Linked DNA regions of Mus musculus: regions 1, 2 and 4 are each linked to region 3. Evidence: chromatin contacts called from public HiCAR-type data. All regions are on one chromosome and are shown on one strand. The core of a region is the stretch at or near the end of the contact, and the rest is flanking DNA. Distances in the headings are between cores, read along the strand shown.

Evidence for each region. HiCAR-type assays count read pairs that join an accessible place to other places.
Region 1: a contact with region 3 is called in a HiCAR-type map of astrocytes, with 4 times the contacts expected there. The contact joins the promoter of Fbxo9 here to the promoter of Myo6 in region 3. A contact is called at or near these places in 3 of 39 promoter capture datasets (erythroid cells, liver and pre-B cells), 1 of 484 Hi-C or Micro-C datasets (muscle stem cells) and 1 of 115 datasets of contacts at active chromatin or transcription factors (astrocytes).
Region 2: a HiCAR-type map of astrocytes shows a contact between it and region 3, with 7 times the contacts expected there. The contact joins the promoter of Hmgn3 here to the promoter of Myo6 in region 3. A contact is called at or near these places in 3 of 39 promoter capture datasets (cranial neural crest, hippocampal neurons and pre-B cells) and 1 of 115 datasets of contacts at active chromatin or transcription factors (astrocytes).
Region 4: a HiCAR-type map of astrocytes shows a contact between it and region 3, with 6 times the contacts expected there. The contact joins the promoter of Phip here to the promoter of Myo6 in region 3. A contact is called at or near these places in 4 of 39 promoter capture datasets (cranial neural crest, erythroid cells, hippocampal neurons and 1 more), 5 of 115 datasets of contacts at active chromatin or transcription factors (astrocytes, embryonic forebrain, kidney and 2 more) and 1 of 9 other capture datasets (liver).

Annotation. Positions count from the first base shown.
Region 1 is chr9:78,107,254-78,111,236 of GRCm38.p6, forward strand. It overlaps Fbxo9 (f-box protein 9), which reads right to left and starts at 1,403. Exons shown (of 13, transcript NM_023605.2): 1 at 1,038-1,403. The coding sequence starts at 1,040. It also overlaps a transcript of Cilk1 not described here.
Region 2 is chr9:83,145,311-83,149,568 of GRCm38.p6, forward strand. Hmgn3 (high mobility group nucleosomal binding domain 3) reads right to left here and starts at 1,297. Exons shown (of 6, transcript NM_026122.4): 1 at 1,121-1,297. The coding sequence starts at 1,135.
Region 3 is chr9:80,163,425-80,167,717 of GRCm38.p6, forward strand. Myo6 (myosin VI) reads left to right here and starts at 1,610. Exons shown (of 33, transcript NM_001039546.2): 1 at 1,610-1,805.
Region 4 is chr9:82,973,837-82,977,909 of GRCm38.p6, forward strand. It overlaps Phip (pleckstrin homology domain interacting protein), which reads right to left and starts at 1,653. Exons shown (of 40, transcript NM_001081216.1): 1 at 1,416-1,653; 2 at 1,252-1,310; 3 at 1,091-1,120; 4 at 838-897. The coding sequence starts at 1,455.

The DNA.
Region 1 (3,983 bases), core at 153-2,652, 2.1 Mb before region 3:
TGTAAAGAGAATTAGTGATTCTGAATTCTGGGTCATCTTTTCAGATGTGATTAAAAGTTTATCACAGATCACAGTTAATAGGTTTGCTAATATTGAAGATCTGGTACTGCACCAAACCCCACACCATGCCAGGCTAGTCGGAGGCTCAAAAATAACTAGTTGAATACAGAATGCCTATCTCAGAACAGAATCCATTGTTAACCTTGATTTTGACAGTAGGAACTGGAATTTTACTACATTTAGTCGATTTTAATCCCACTTGAAATAAGCAGGAGCTTAGTTAATCATCAGTATTTTCATAGTTGAAAATTACTCAAGCATCATGGTATAGTTTAGTGGGTTAGTTTCTTCGCAGATGAGATTAACTGAACATAAAGAAGGTTAAGGGCTTAATCGTGGTTTGAGGACTACTTTTGAAAGTTTAGAAGAAGAATCAATTAGTGTGTTTTCTGTGCACCAGACTAGTTTCATAAAATAAACCGTTGCAGCCAATTCATGTTAAAAAAAAAAAAAAAGCCACTTGAGTGTTCTCCCAGTCAGTCTGGTATCTTTCATTCTTAAATCATCCAGCCCTAGCCGGAAACTAGTTTCTTAAGTCACTGCAGAGCCTACATACTCCATGCAACAGTCCCGTGAGACCGGAGCTGTCACACATGGAGCTTGGCGCAGTCTCTCCGTCCGCACAGCAGAGAAGCGGCTTAGGCCCTCGCTATCAAGAAACTTGGCAAGAATCCCTCCAAGTCCAGTTTGCCAGCACTGCCTGCGAATATCCTACCAGGGCCACTGACACCTCGAGGGCGTGCGTCCCAAACGTGGAGCTCCCGAAATCATCTATGGGCCGGGCTGCCAGAACAGAAGCGATCAACAAGTGTCACCGCTTGCCAGGGCCACCTCCCTTGTGCAGAAGCCAGGACAGGTCACCTGAGACCCGACTCCCAGCTCGGACAGTCTGGAGTGACCGAAGCGGGCCTTTCCTCGGCTATCCGTCAAACCCTGCCCTCACCACCCGGCCCTTGCTGCCCTCCCTCCTCGGTTACCATGCTGGCCGGCGGCCGGCCCAGTCGAGGGGCTTCCCGCGCCCGGCTCCCGGAGGGGTGGCGGCTGCCCGGTGTCTACTCCTGCCCGTCTGCTGCAGCGCGGCTTAGCAGAGTTCTCGGTCGGAGAAGCGCACCAGGCAGCGGCAATAACTGCGGGCCCGGCGTACGGCAGCCATTTTCGCGGGACAGGGGGCCGGAGGCAGGCGCGCTGCGGCGGCCGGGGACTCGAGCTGCGGAGGGGTCGCCGGTCGCCAGCGGAGGCCGAGCACCGAGCGAAGAGCTGAGCGTCGGCCCAGCAGGAGACGTCTGGACGCAGCGGCGGAGCTGCCTGCTCTGCTGCGGAAACTGCGCCGCCGCGCCGCGCATGCGCAATGCCGTCGTCGCCGTCGCCGCCGCCTGCTTGGCTACCAGCCACCCGTCGCGAGCTAGGGTGATGGGCCTACTGTGTGCAGCCGTCGGTGGAGCTAAGCTGGCCCGCCTCACTCAGCCCGCCTGTTTGATGCTGAGAACACCCAGGCAGGAAGGAGCAGACGTTAGCTCAAAATGTTTGAACCTGAATTTGGAGTAGAGCCCCCTGAGTCGATCCTAATTGGACATTAGGGGACAGTACTTTAGGCGCCCTGGACACTGGGTGCCCTGTCAGAATGAGAAAAGAGAGCGAAAACTCAACAATCATTGAACCCCACAGACTCTGAACCGAAGAAAACGTACGCTCATGTGTGCAGCCGGAGAGTGGTAACAGCCAACGCAAGTCACGTCGAACTACAGATCCCACAATACAACGGGGGAAGGACGGCCCTTTTCAAGGCCTGAAACCCGACTCCTGAAGGAGTGGACACTACAAGGGACGCTGGGATTTGTAGTCAAATGTTCCACGTTGAGCCGGAACTTACACCCACCCACCCCCAACCCGGTGCCACTTCTTACAGTCCAAACATCCGATTCCACGTCAATAGAAGGCACTTGGATTGCACATTTTAGAACTTTTTCACCTACAGGCATATGCTAGCAAAACTTACGGGCTTCCTGGCCTCTGACAGACATTTAGACAACATTTATTGAGTTTCTGTAAGTGTTAGAACCTAACAGCCAGGACGCTACATTCACCCGACTTCACAGAACTTAAAATTTTATTGTGCTACTTTATTCTGGAGCTCAGAAATGAAGTACGTCTTCGGCAAAGACATGGAGGTAAAAGGGGAGGGGTGCAACTTGATTACAGTAAGAAATTGCAAATCCTGTGTATGTTGTCTATTTAGTTAGTTTGTATTCCACTGAGTCCAGTTAATGCTGGAATATTGCCTTATCTTTTGGGCCTGATTTTGTAGAAATTATCATAATTTCAGTAGGCTGATGAATACACCTGTCGTGACATATCCAAAAGACAGCATCTCGGAACACTCTTTCCTGTCCCCGGGCTCTTACATTCTCTCCACCCCATCTTCTTTAATGTTCCCGGAGCTGGGGGCTGGGGAGTGGATATAGATATGTCCCATTTAGGGCTGAGCACTGTCACCTATTCTCGGCAGATTTTGTAAATAATGGAATCCACCTCTAGGTGGAGACTGTCCTTGGCTCCTCCCTTATAGACTAATCTAGTGGGATATAGGTCAGGGACTTGGCCCATGGGATTACCCCTAGGAAGGTGAAATCAATTTAAGACAATGTCATTTTTCTTCCAGAATCTAGGGTGTCATTCCCTAGAAGCCACCATGAGATTCAGGCAGAACCAGGTAAACTTTTTCTAGCTAGAGACCAAGAATGCTTTTACATTCCTTAACTAAAGCTTTGAGCTTCCTTGTCCTCCGAAGTTCCCCTTCCGGTCGTGTTCCACGCCTGTTTCTCTGCTTCAGTCTCATCCTCCTGGCTGTTTCCCGTTTTACAACTCGCCAGTCCTAGTTTTCCTAGTTCTTGAGGTGCTGTCTGTGTCCAAATTTAAATTATTTTATTAATGAGACTAAGAACCCTGGAAGGAGGCTTCTATTTCCTCGGAATCGTATGGTGGCTCTTCGGGGACTTCCCCGAGATTTCTTAACTGCCTTTTAATTCCTTTCTTTAAAAGACTTGCTTACTGTTACTTCTGTGTGTGTACGCTTGTGTAAGTTTATGTGCCACCATGAGTGTGAAGGTTCCTAAACAGGCCAGAAGGTATCAGGTCACCTGCAACTGGACTTAGAGGTGATTGTGAGCCATTTCACATGGATTCTGGAAACCTAAACTGGAGCCCCTTGCAAGAGCAGCAAGTGCTCTTGACAGCCAGACCCAGCCAGACCGTCTCTCACAAAACAACATCAGCTAAACATCAGCTTTCACATGAAGTTTCCACAGTGTTAGAACTAGTCAATTTCATTGAAAGGGTTGAATGTTTAAGGTGGGCTGGCCAACTAGCACACGAGGAAGGTTGGAAACAGCATTAATCTCTGCATATAAAAAGACAGAAAGCAGTTTAACAACATGTGCATTTAGCAAAACAACAGTCAAGGGCTCCCTACGTGGGGCCTGTAACCTCCTCTTTCCTCCATAGGGCCATGGACTTTTGACAAGGTTGGAGCAGGTCTCGGAGCCAATCAGAAAGCAGCTGATTCTCCCTATAGCTTATATGCCTCTTGCATCCTTAGGCACATGTTGCCCAAATCCTATATTTCAGAACAGCCCTTCTCTATGGATGGTTTCATTTGTACACTACTAACTACCTATGATGTAGGTATTCGACGGATGCCAATATGTCAGTAGTTTTCTTTGTTTTTTAAAGGAGACTCTAGATTTCAGGTCTTTCAAGAAAAACACTTCTCCCAATGATCCCTTTAAAATTAGGTTTTAAATGGAAAAAATTTAAAAAAGACTAATAACAGACGTGATTTGAATTCCCCAGATTGGGGCTTGGAGAGATGGCTCAGTGGTTAAGAGCACTGACTGCTCTTCCAGAGGACCTGGGTTCAATTCCCA
Region 2 (4,258 bases), core at 47-2,546, 3.0 Mb after region 3:
AATCAATGTAATAAAATACATTTTAAAGGAGTGGAGTTGTTTATAATAAAATTCTTAGTGACGATGCATAAGGAAGCAAAAGCTTCTAAAAATTTTAAAGCTTTGATAGTTTTAAATAAAGCAACCACACACACACACAGTGCACAGTCTTCGGGAGAAAACGGTATTAACCAAGTTTCAACTTTAATGGCCAAGATGGTTGACTTGGGTCCTTTGGGCAGGTGGCAGGAAGGTTTTTTTCTTAGGACGCAATCCTCACACATCGCTTTTCTCTGGGAGGGGTAGAAAAATATCTGCCCTTCCTTCACCAGTCCAATGACAAGTCGAAGCCCCACCCTGAGGGAGCTGTGTGGCCCCACGTGTGGCTCATGACGTCCCTGCGCGGAGGGGACACAACCCACCAGGGGCAAAGGAGAGACTAAAAAGACCTCGGTTCCCTGCCTGGCCAAGCGTGGGGTCGTGGGTGGGACAGTGGCAGGGGCTTGGTGGCCCCTGACCTTGGCAGGGTCAGTGAGCTTGGCACCAGTCCCCTTCTTTGCAGCCTACCCGGCGCTGCGCACTGCCCCGCCCGCCCTCGCGGCTGGTGATTGACACCGGAGTGGGTACATACGGGTCCGCGGCGCAGCAGGGCTGGCGTAGGGAAACATGGCTTTCCCTCTCCCGGCCTTCCGCCCGCATCGCGCTCGCCCAGGGCACGGCCCAGGGGACACTCCGGACCCCGCCTAGCTCCTCTGAGTGCTTCCACGTTTTTCGATTTCCCTGGCCCGGGAGACTCCTCTCATTGCTTTCCCTCCACCCTGAGAACAACCTGAGTTTGCCAAGAGGAAACTCCTGCGAGGGGGATGGATACCCGCCCTGGCTGCTGGCAAGAGATGGAAACCATTCCAAGCAGGAGTTGATGGAGAGGGGAGGACGTCCCTGGAGGGAAAGTAACACTCAGAGCTCCGTGCGGGGCGAGCGAGGTCAGCAACAGGCATTTGCAGAAGGAGCGGGCAGCGGCCGTGCCCAGCGCCTGAGTTATTAGGCGCATCGCCGCGTTCATCGCAGCGCAGGGGGCTTACTCCAAACACACTCGAGGGCCTGCGAGCAGGGTTTTTTTTTCCCCCTTTACAGGACTTACCTTTCTCTTCGGCATAATGACTACGTTGGTGCAGCAAAAAAAGTAAAGCAATGTTCTGGGCCGCCTGGCACACTGCTGGATGCTGCCTGGCCGCTGCTGCTACTCCCGCAATGGGCTCGGCTAGCCCGGCCTCTCCGACCTGCACCTCCGCTTCCTCCCCCGGCGCTCCACTCGCTCGCATCCCGGTCCCCCAATGGCGAGCCCTGCCAGCCAGCCGCGAGGCCCCATTGGCTAAGAGAACGTTCTAAATTCCACGAGGGCACGCCCACCCCCGTTCACCCGGTACGCGCAGTTGTAGTTTCCACTTCACTGGGAAAAAAAAAAAAAATCTGCCTGGCGACTGAGCATGCCCAGTTCAACTAGTATCCTTCAGGCTGCACTAACTTGGAGTTTCATTGTTTGACGTGCCTTCTTTGGATTAAACCATTGTGCATCTTCATAGGAAAAAAAAGTTTAGTATTAAGTAATGCTGGGTTAACTTTATAAAGTAAATAGGGCCACGGGGTGCCTTGTACAATTGTTACTTATAAAAGCTTGTAACGGGTGTTCATGGTGCGGGTCTATACAGGGTAGGAAGGTCTGTTCTGGAAGAGTTTCCACAGTTTCTAAGGTTCTCAGTTCCATCTCTAGCAAATACCATCCCCCATCCCCATAGTTCCTTGGTCTAATTGTTTTGTTTTTTGTTTTTCTTTAAGTCTGTGTTACAAGTCATATATGAATTCAGCCAATTATTCAGCTATGTGTGAATAATTGTTATAATTGATATAAATGTTTGTTGTGGAAACTAAGGGGAAATCGAGAAATGTAGGAACAAATAAATCACTTATATATTAAATATGTACATTTAAACGACACCTGCCAGGTTACCATTTTGTGTATAGTGTAATGTTTCTCGACATTCCGCAAAGAATTGCAAAATACATTATCTGAATTTATTTAAGACCGGTTTTATCCTGACTAAAGACCTCAGACCCGGGAGGCTGGGGGGGGGGGGATTTTTTGGTCAACATCCTTCATAAACATAGGCACAAAGACACAGACAAAATTTTATCAAATCAAATTCAACAACATTTTTAAAAAGCTAATACATAACCAGGGGAGTTGAACCTGGGAACACAGGATTCGTTCTGTGAATCAAATCATCCTGAAAATCAATCAGTGTGATCATAGCACTGATTCTATTATAATTATATAATATGATATATAATTATATTATGTTTATTATAGCACAAAGCTATAATCGGGACTGTGACCATCTCAAGGGCTGCAGGGGGAATGCTAGGGAATGGGTGAGCAAGTCATGATAAGTCTACAGTAGAATATTACTCTGTGATCAAAGAAATAAGTTTTCCCTGATGAGATAAATAACAAAAGAAAAATGCTAAATGGAAGTCAATACAAGACACTATACTGGGTGGTTTTGTTTATATGAAATTCCAGGAAAAACAAAGCAAACTAAGCAAGATTAGCCCGAGAATCATTTACAAGCCAAAAGACATCTTAGGAAACTGCTCTAAAGCCTTACACTGTGTAGTGGCTATTCCTGGTTGTCAACTTGACAATATTTGGAATGAACTACAATCCGGAATTGGAAGGCTCACCAGTGACCCTTATCTGGAGGCTTGGAGATCCTTATCTGGATCTTGGTTTGAAGATCTTGAGCCATAGTGGCTATGGATTCCAGAAGATTGAATCTCCGAGTTAAGGAACACACCTTTAATCTGGGCTATGCCTTTCATCTGGGATTAAAGGTGTGGTGGAACACACCTTTAATCTGGGCTACACCTTTTGCTGGAGACAATATAAGGACATTGGAAGAAAGAAGCACAACGTTTAGTGGGTCTATTTGGATTCTGGAGACAACACATCCCTCACTTGGGTGTGTTACTTAGGCCTATTTACCAAGTGACTCGGAAAGCTGCTAGCTTTGTGTGGGGCCTGGAACAGGAGAAGGCCCTTCAACAGGTCCAGGCTGCTGTGCAGGCTGCTCTACCACTTGGACCATATGACCCAGCAGACCCGATGGTACTTGAGGTGTCTGTGGCTGATAGAGATGCTGTTTGGAGCCTCTGGCAGGCCCCTGTAGGTGAATCACAGAAAAGACCTTTGGGATTTTGGAGCAAAGCTCTACCATCATCTGCAGACAACTATTCTCCCTTTGAAAAACAGCTCTTGGCCTGCTATTGGGCCTTAGTGGAAACTGAACGTTTGACAATAGGACACCAAGTTACTATGCGACCTGAACTACCCATCATGAGCTGGGTACTATCAGACCCTGCAAGTCATAAAGTGGGACGCGCACAGCAGCAGTCTATTATCAAATGGAAGTGGTATATACGTGATCGGGCCAGAGCAGGTCCTGAAGGCACAAGCAAGTTACATGAAGAAGTTGCTCAAATGCCTATGGTTTCTACTCCTGTTACCCTTTCTCCAGTTCTTCCCCAGAGGGACCTACGGCCTTTTACAAGGGTAACTGTACACTGGGGAAAAGGAAATAATCAGACTTTTCGGGGTCTGCTGGATACTGGTTCTGAGTTGACACTGATCCCAGGGGATCCCAAGAAACATTGTGGCCCTCCAGTTAAAGTAGGGGCTTATGGAGGGCAGGTGATTAATGGAGTTTTGACTGATGTCCGACTCACAGTAGGTCCAGTAGGTCCCCGGACACATCCTGTGGTGATTTCCCCAGTTCCAGAATGTATAATTGGGATAGATATACTCAGAAATTGGCAGAATTCTCATATTGGTTCCCTGAACTGTAGAGTGAGGGCTATTATGGTTGGAAAGGCCAAATGGAAGCCTTTAGAGTTGCCTTTGCCAAAGAAAATAGTGAATCAAAAACAGTATCGTATTCCTGGAGGCATTGCAGAAATTACTGCCACTATCAAGGACTTGAAAGACGCAGGGGTGGTGGTTCCCACCACATCTCCGTTTAACTCTCCTATCTGGCCAGTGCAGAAAACAGATGGATCATGGAGAATGACAGTTGATTATCGAAAACTAAATCAGGTAGTAACTCCAATTGCAGCTGCTGTACCAGATGTAGTTTCGTTACTTGAGCAAATTAACACATCTCCTGGCACCTGGTATGCGGCTATTGATCTGGCAAATGCCTTCTTCTCAGTACCTGTCCATAAG
Region 3 (4,293 bases), core at 360-2,859:
GCCCCTGGTTTTAGTTTATTTTACAATCTTTGATATAGTTGAGATTTTTCTTTTGGCAATCTTGGAGCTACATTTCTGTGGTTGCTGTAAATTACTTCCTTTCTTGGTTTTCCTTCCTCTTTTTTAGTTTCCCTAATTTTACTTACTGTCTTACGAATTTGAAATGTGTTCAGTGGAAGGTAGCTTTTTCATCAAGTCATTTGGGTCGTCTCTGAATGCCTGACCCTTCCCTTACCATTTTTTTGTGGTGATATGGATTGAACCCAGGGCCTCACATGCTAGGCAAGTATTCTACCGTGGACTTAGTTATAGCCCATCTCTCTCTGAAACAGGATATTACTAACTGACCATGCTGGTCTTGAACATGCAGCTTCCCGAGTAGCTAGAATTACAAGCACGAGGCACCAGGTCCAGTTTGAATTCCTGAAACCTGTCTTCTCTGGGAATCTTCTAGACAGAGCCCAGTGGTCAGAGTACAATATGAGGAGTTGTTTCTCTCCTTGAAACATGCTGGGCTTCAGGATGGGCTGCAAGAACCCTCACTGGCTGAACTATCTTGCCAGCCCCTTATTTTGTTTTCATATTAACCTCTTTTTTCTAGTAAAGGAGATGTTTGCTCTCAAATTTGCATAGGAATGTAATATTTAATTTAAAAAGATGACCCACATATGACCTTATAAGGACAGTAAAATTAAACAACCGGAAAGATAAAGCGGGCCAGTTGGCTCAGTTCTATAAAACCAGCCCACAAGGATTGTCACTATTCTTAGGCTTGCGCGGGCTACATGATGAGTTCCAGGACTGCCTGGTTACAGACCGAGACTCTCTCAAGAGTCCAGATAAACAACAACAAAGGGGGCGAGGTGGAAATACAGGGGCTGTAAGAAGTAAATATGATATCTGCATGGGAGGCTAGCCAGAGAAGAAAAAATTTTCTTCCGTGGTTCAATCCTCCAAGGGCTGAACAGGAAGTTGACGCAGGCAGGTGAGGAGCACGAGCCTAGATGGGCTGCGGTGCCACCCTTAATCCCCACAAGCGAGTTCCTCCGCAATTCGCCTGTCCCACTCTCAACTTTTCTTCAACTGACTCTTTGCTGTGGTCCCTCGCTGTGGCAGTGGAAACAACTACCACTGCGAGGTAGGGAATGTCATGAGGGGCTACCTGCAGCCCTTGGCTTGCAGGGATGCAGGGATGCGGTCGGAACCTGAGGCCCCGCCCTTCTCTTGCCCCACGCCATTAGGCCACGCCCCTACCCAGCACTCCTTCAACCACCCCCTTCCCCGGCGCCTCATGAGGTCCCGCCCCTCTCAACCCTAGCTCTTGAGGCCTCCCCTTCACAGCCGCCCCGGCGTTCCTTGACTTGAGGCCACGTCCCTCTGCTCCTTCATTCCCAAGACCCTACGCTTTGCGAGTCCTCCCTGTCCTGCTGCCTAGGACCCCGCCCCTCTCAGCCCTTCTGCCCCAAGACCCCGCCCCTTAGGCTGTTCCCGCCCACTGGCCAATGAAGACCCGCCCTTTCTTTAGCCGCCCCGCCCCGGTCCCACAAAATCCCGCCTCCGGCCCCGCCTCCCGCCCCCTTGGGCGCTCCGTAGCAGTGACGTGCGCAGGCTGGGCACTCTGCAGGGCTCTCTGGCCGGCGGGTGGAGACCGATCCGGGATCTGTCCCAGCAGGAAGCGTATCCCGGCCGCCGTCGTGCTGTCGTCTCCGGTGCTCGCTCTCGGCCGCGGTGTCGCGCTTGCCCTTCGCGCCCGCAGCCCGGCAGCCTCTCCACGGCCGCGACCCCTCGCGCACCTGCCTCGCCGGGTGAGTGTGGGCGCCTGCCCGCCTGCCTGTCCTCACCGCCTTGGCCTCTGCTCTGCCCGGCGCGGACTGGAGCTCTGGCTTCCCCTTCCCGGGCCAGCGGGGCTCCTGTCACCTGACGAGTCCCACCCGACACTGCAAGATAGTTTTATTTTCTCCTTTCGAAACACAGTGAAAAAGCTACACAGTCTAGTTTGTTGTCAGAGTAAAGATCAATTGATACCATTAATAATTTAGCTGTGTCGAAGAAGACCATGGTAGCATACTATAAAGCTGGAATTTTAGTTCCTAAGCGTTCTAGTATTTTGAGTGTGAGTTTTACGGATGTGTTGCTGAAAATAACTTTGTTATTTAATTCCAAATCGTCTTAAACTAATTAAAACGTGCTAGCTGTGGATTGTATTTTAAAATAGGAAATAATTTGATAAGGCCATTCTTAGATAATCTATGTCAGGAACTTTTACACAAAGATACATTTTATCCGGCATAAAGTATGTAGGGCAGAGCTGTTTAAATCCCAATGTGGAGATACTGCTGGAGCGCTACACAAACGCTGCTCCGATTTCATATGTGTTGAATAAAACTTTAGTTTGCTCTCGTGTTACAGTTGCAGGATTTTCGAATATAGTTAGTCAGCTTGAGACTTTTAACAGCCTTTGAGGCTCGGCTGTAACACCATAAAATCTGAGTCTTGAGCTTGGTGGTGGTCATGGTCCAAAGGTTGGCTGCGGAACAGCAGCATTTCTGTACAAATTAACTCGACTTCAAGACATCTTGGCTTGTGGTTTTCCAACTGGGAAATGTTTAGTGAAAAAAAAATTACCTTAGTGCTCTCTAGCATTAATTTTAGAAATGGCCACAAATGCTACAAGGGGGACAGAGGAAGCCCAGAAACAATGTAGTTCTTCAGAACAGCTCATTGACTTTTAAATGTCTGCCCATTTTCTGTGTTTGCAGTTGCACAGGAGTAAACAGGCACAGTGATAAATAGAAGTCATTTTAGTCTGATGCTCGTCGGCCTGTAGTGTTTTTATTTCGTGTGTGTGATCTGTTACCCATTTTTTTCCCTCTTCCTTTCAAGTTTTGTATTTGTTTTCAAAAGTTACTTGTAAAAGGCAGGGACAGAATACAACCCTTAAGAAAAGAGTATTGCGATTATACAGTTAAAAAGCCGTGGAGTATAGATTTTACATATGGTCTTTAGTACCTAGACACATGAGCAAGAAAAAGTGAACAACTATGATTTTTCATAGAAGCTACAACATATTAAAAACAAAGATGCAAATTATAGTCCATGGGACTTGTCCGAAAGGGATTTTCCCTTGTTTACACGATCAAATTTTAAAATAACAGTGGCCAGGAAATCGGAGAGAAGCCGAAGGCTCCTCGCTCATCCTGTTGTGACTTTGCCTGGCGTCTGTGGTGGATCACTTATTGTTTAGACAACTGGACTGTATCTGGGTTTTGAAAGGCCTTTAGATGGTTTTAAAGATTTCCACCATGCAAGGTCTGAATAAATCCATAAGAACTCCACATAAAAAACCATTCTCTAGTTTTTAACTTTCTCTTGGTATTCAAAACTCCACTTAGGGTACAGGATTGGGAGTGTAACTCAGTGGGTAAAGACCTTGCCTTGTGTGTGTGTGTGCGCGCGCGTGTGTGTGTGTGTGTGTGTGTGTGTGTGTGTGTGTGTGTGTGAGGCCCTGGGTACTGGAGTTTCATTTATATTATTATATATATTATATTAGAACATCTTATTTAAACATTGCAATTTGAAAAACACATTGCAATTTGAATAAATCTCACACAGTATAATGGTGATTCCCAGAAAGAGATACTTTGTTAACAGTTTATGAGCTGGCGATTTAGTAGTGATGTGACACACAAAAAAAACCCCTAAAGGTTTGATTTACAAAATAATATTCCAGGTTGACAGCCTTTCCTTTTATAGAGGAGAAAACAGAGGCTCAGAGAATGAATACTTGCTTGTAGCTTTGGAGGGGCAAAGTCCAGACTCTGAGTACACATGGAAGTCTCTGACAACAAAGCCTCTCTCCTCCTTTGCCCAGAAGTTGTCTTGATTTCGGTTTACTTGGTGAACTATTGAGAGCCCTTTGTAGGCCTGATCTGGAGATTAGGAGTCGGTACCCTAGGTAAACTGTGATAGGCCATGCATGGAGTCTAGAACGAACTGAGAATTCTGTCTTCTTTCTCAAGGCCTTGAGCAGTGACCCAATGCTTTGGCATCACGTCTGGAGTGGTTCCAGCATGTATTAAGTATTATGTGCTTTTCATTTTGATGGGTTTATAGGAATTAACACTGCAATCTAATCCTGGATTGATTTCATTGTAGCTGAGCAGTATATGATGTTTCTGGTCAGGATGGAACTTTGGTTTTTGTCCTTCAAATGAGCTAGATTGTTGCTCTTTAATACAGTAGCTGTCTTTTAAATGTTATTCAATTAGCTTTAACCTTAGGAGGGAAACATGC
Region 4 (4,073 bases), core at 403-2,902, 2.8 Mb after region 3:
TATAAACAAAAACTTAAAAGCCAAGGTCCACCCCACGGCAACTATGCAGATAAAACCCACAATTCTTCAATGACCTCTATAAATGACTTTTAATAAAAGAAGGTAATATCCCCCAAGAATCTGCAAAATTGGAAAACGCCTATTAAAACTTCCAGGTTTATACTTCGGCAGATCTGTTTGTATAATGCACAATGTGCCGCTGGGTGACTACCATATCTATCTGAACGCCTCCAACCAAACAAAGATTAAAAAAAAATAAAATTAAAAATCTGGGTCTGAATCTACAGAAAACAAAAGACAGAGGAGAAGGGGGAAAAAAAATTTTAAAAAATCTTGCCAAGGTTCCTCCGCGGCTCAAAGGCCTTCTTGTGAAATGCTAATGCCACTTCGGAGCAGTTAGTCACCAGCTATTGTGTGGAGCTGGAGAAAGCTGAGCCGGCCGCGCGTGCAGAGCAAGCAAGGAGCTGGCGAGCGCGCTCTCCAGGCTTGCGCCGCTCCCGCTGCCGCCGCCGCCGCGCGCGCGCCCCCGCGCGGATACGCGCGCCGGCCCCTCCTCCTCTGGCCTTGCACTGCACAACACTCATGACGTATCTTTATTTCTAGCACATTAACAAAATATCACAAATAAATTGTCCGCGGACCCCGCGGCCCCGGGGCGCCCGCACCCCCGGCTGCCGCCCCCCGCAGCCCCCGCTCCGGCCTCCCAACCCTCCCCGTGGCCTTTGCAGCTTTTCCCGTTCTGGGGCCAAGTTTTTGTCTCTGTAAAAAATTGCGGGAAATTCAATTTTTATTCGACTCGGGGAAAAGTTTCTTTGCAGTGCGCTAGGAATGTCTCACCAGATTCTGGTAGGTCCTGGGGTGCTCCTTCCCGGTCCAGTCGGTGCGCCGGGGCAGCAGCTGCGGGGACAGGACGCCCGGTGAGCGCGGCCCCCGGCCCGGACCGACGCCGCTCCCCTCCCCAGTCCGCCCCGCGCCCCGCCGGGGACCCCCCGCGCCCCGCGTCCCGCGCCCCGCCGGACGCCCGAGCTTGCGCAGCGGCCCGGGGGAGGCCGTGCGGCGGCGGGACGGCGCCGGGCCGCCGCGCCCTTACCTCCTTCTCGGCCACTTCGCGGATCAGCACCTGCAACAACAAAGCGGGGACGCTGAGCCCCCGCGCCCCGGGCCGCGGCCCCGCCGCCGCCGCCGCCCTCCCCCACGCCCGCGGGCGGCCACCGCGAGCGCCCGCCCGTCCCCGCGCCGCGCGCCGCCTACCTGAGCCGCCTGCTGACAGGGTCCATCTTCCAGGAACCGGGCGATGAGGAAGTAGAGCTCTGCGCGGGAGAGAAGGACGGGGAGACACGGGCTGAGCGGCCGCGGGGGGCGGGGGCCCGCGGGCGAGTCCGCCCGGCGCGGCGGCCCCGCAGCGCCCGACTTACCCGATCGCAGCTCCGAGAGGCCTTTCCTCTCACGAGACATGTTTGCGGGTCACTTCGGGGCCGCCGGCGGGACACCCCGCCGCCGAGGGGACGCGGGGACGGTGCCGCCGCCTGCCCTGTAGCTGTCAGTGTGTGCTCACGAGCCGAGCCTCGGCTCCACCATTCAAGCAACGGCGGCGGAGGCGGAGGAGGAGGAGGAAACAACAACTCTCAGGCAGCGGCCCCGGCTGCGGCCGCCTCCGCCGGGATCCCTCCGCCGCAGAAAGGAGTCCGCGCCTTCGCGGCCCCGCACTCGCCGCCCCCGCCCCCCGCGGGAAAAGGAGTGCCTCGGCCTAGGCCCGCGCCCGCGCGGTCGTCGCTCCGCGCGCCCTGGGCCGCCACTTATTTATTTATTTCCAGCGCGAGGAGATGTCGGAGCCGAAGCGGCGGGCTGCCTGGCGGGCGCTTTCTCTAAAGAGGCCGCGGGCGGGAGGGAGAAAGGGAGGGAGGGGAGGAGGGGGCCGGCACGGCTGCGCGGAGGGATCTGACGCACACGGAGCCGCAGCACAGGCTCTATTCAGCGGCGCTGGCTGGGTTGAGATGGAAGTTAGTTTCTATGTAGCAGAAATAGGAAACAAATGAAGCAAAACTGCTCAAAGAGGGGAAATGCCGGGAGGACTGGGCTCACTCTCACGCACGCACAGAGACTCTCAGCGAGCACTCTCAAGCTGGGCCAAGTCGGGATCGCGCTGCCCTGCCCGACTTGAACGCTAGTGTTTGCTTTCAGTCTTGCCATGTGCATGTGTATAAATGCTGCGGATTGGCATCCGTGTAAGTCTTGTCCTGCGATATTTCTGCAGCCTGGGCAAGTGTTGTGTAATTTATTGGAGTGCCGTGGGTTGCAATAGAGGTTCGGGCTTTTTTTTTTTTTTTTTTTTTTTTGAGCCACTTGCGTTCTGCAAACCCGTTATTCCCCGAAGCCACCTCTGCATATTTCTTTTATTACTACCATCGCCTGAAGCGTTCGTTTAAAAAAAAAAAATGTTTTTGTTTTGATAAACGGGCAAGAGGAACTCCAGATTTGTACTTCAGCTCATCTTTTCCCCCACTTATTACAAAAAGGCTAGTGATGGCTAATTAGGGATTTGGAAGTGAAGAACCTTAAAGCTTTTTAAAGTGTTTACAAGAAGGGCTAATATAAACCTGAAGGAAAGGAAAGGGCGCTAGCTAATACTTATCTCTAACTGATATGGAGGTAAATTACTGACACGGTCGATAACCTACCGAAGGTTATTGAAAGAGTATATTACAGTTTAGCAAAGGTGATTAGTGATTAAATAATTTAAATTATCTGTGTATCTTGCAGTTGACTTCGTCATGCTAATTAATGGCTTCTAATTTACGGTGTAAACCATTCCTGTTTACAGTTAATCACGGGAAGACTTCTTAAAAACTGGCGAAAAGCAGAAACAAAAATCTTTTCGTAAATCCTAATGTAATTACTGGTTTTATATGATACATCGTTCATCTGTGTTTTGCTGATGAGGATAGGGGCCTTGTTATTTTTAAAACGAATATGGGTGAAATTAATGGAAACAATGGAAAAGGCCGTTTGTTAAAAAACAAGGACACCGAGTGATATTTATCTCCAGATGAATTAAGCACTTTCCAAAAAGACTTTGAGAGTTCAATTTTTTTAAAGGTTGGCCTTTTAAAGAGAATTAGGCTAGTCATTCTTTTGTTAATCCTTAACAAAAGATCCTCTTTGAATTTCTTAGATAATAAGCTGCATTTTATGGGTCTGATTTTAAAAGGTAATTTGTGAGGTAAGGACCAAGAAGCTGGATTGTGGTTTTCCGGGATTGTTTCCTCAAGCCCTGCACCCTCCTAGCTCCCTGCCTTCCTAGTGGGAAATGCTGCAGCCGCCTTAGGCTGTACTGCAAGAGCACTAAAACACCAGACATTCTCACACATGTGAGCACGAGGAAACCGTCTCAACCCCCTTTGGAATCATGGATGTAAAATTGCCTTTTGTAACTCAATAAAAATAAGAGGTTACCCCGATTGGTCCTAATGCTACAGTATTATAAGATCTGCCCCTAAACTGGTGTGGCTAGCCTCAGAATCTGGACATGTTTGCATTTTTAAAACGTGTAATCCTAGTCTTACAATGTTAGGTAAAGTAGCCTGCTTCTGAATAATTAGGCATAAAACATATTTTATATGCCTTTGCAATTGTATTTATTTATGTGACTAATGTTGTTTTATCTTAACTTTTTAAAATGCATTATGTCCTTCAAATAATTTAGGTACTTCATTGAGAAGGTCTTTAAATGAACAGATTTTGAGAACTAAAAATTCTACTTGAGGCTTGCTGGTTCTGCACGCAACACTAATCTAATTCTTCCTCTTAGATGTTTTGCCCTTGAGAGGTAAAAATCAAATTTTGGCAAGTAATGTAAACTGTATCTGGATAAAGTTTTGTAGGTGTTAGGAGACATGGGAGGCTAGCATGATACCATGTATGTTTTCCATGCAGAAGCCATGGGAGCTTTTTCTTGAGACTGAAAACAAAAATAAAAAACTGTTTAAGGAAAGCCTGCTTCCTTCTAAACATGTCATTACTAACATTTTGGCTAACTTTGACAATGTTTTTAGTTTCTTTTGAAAACAGTTGTA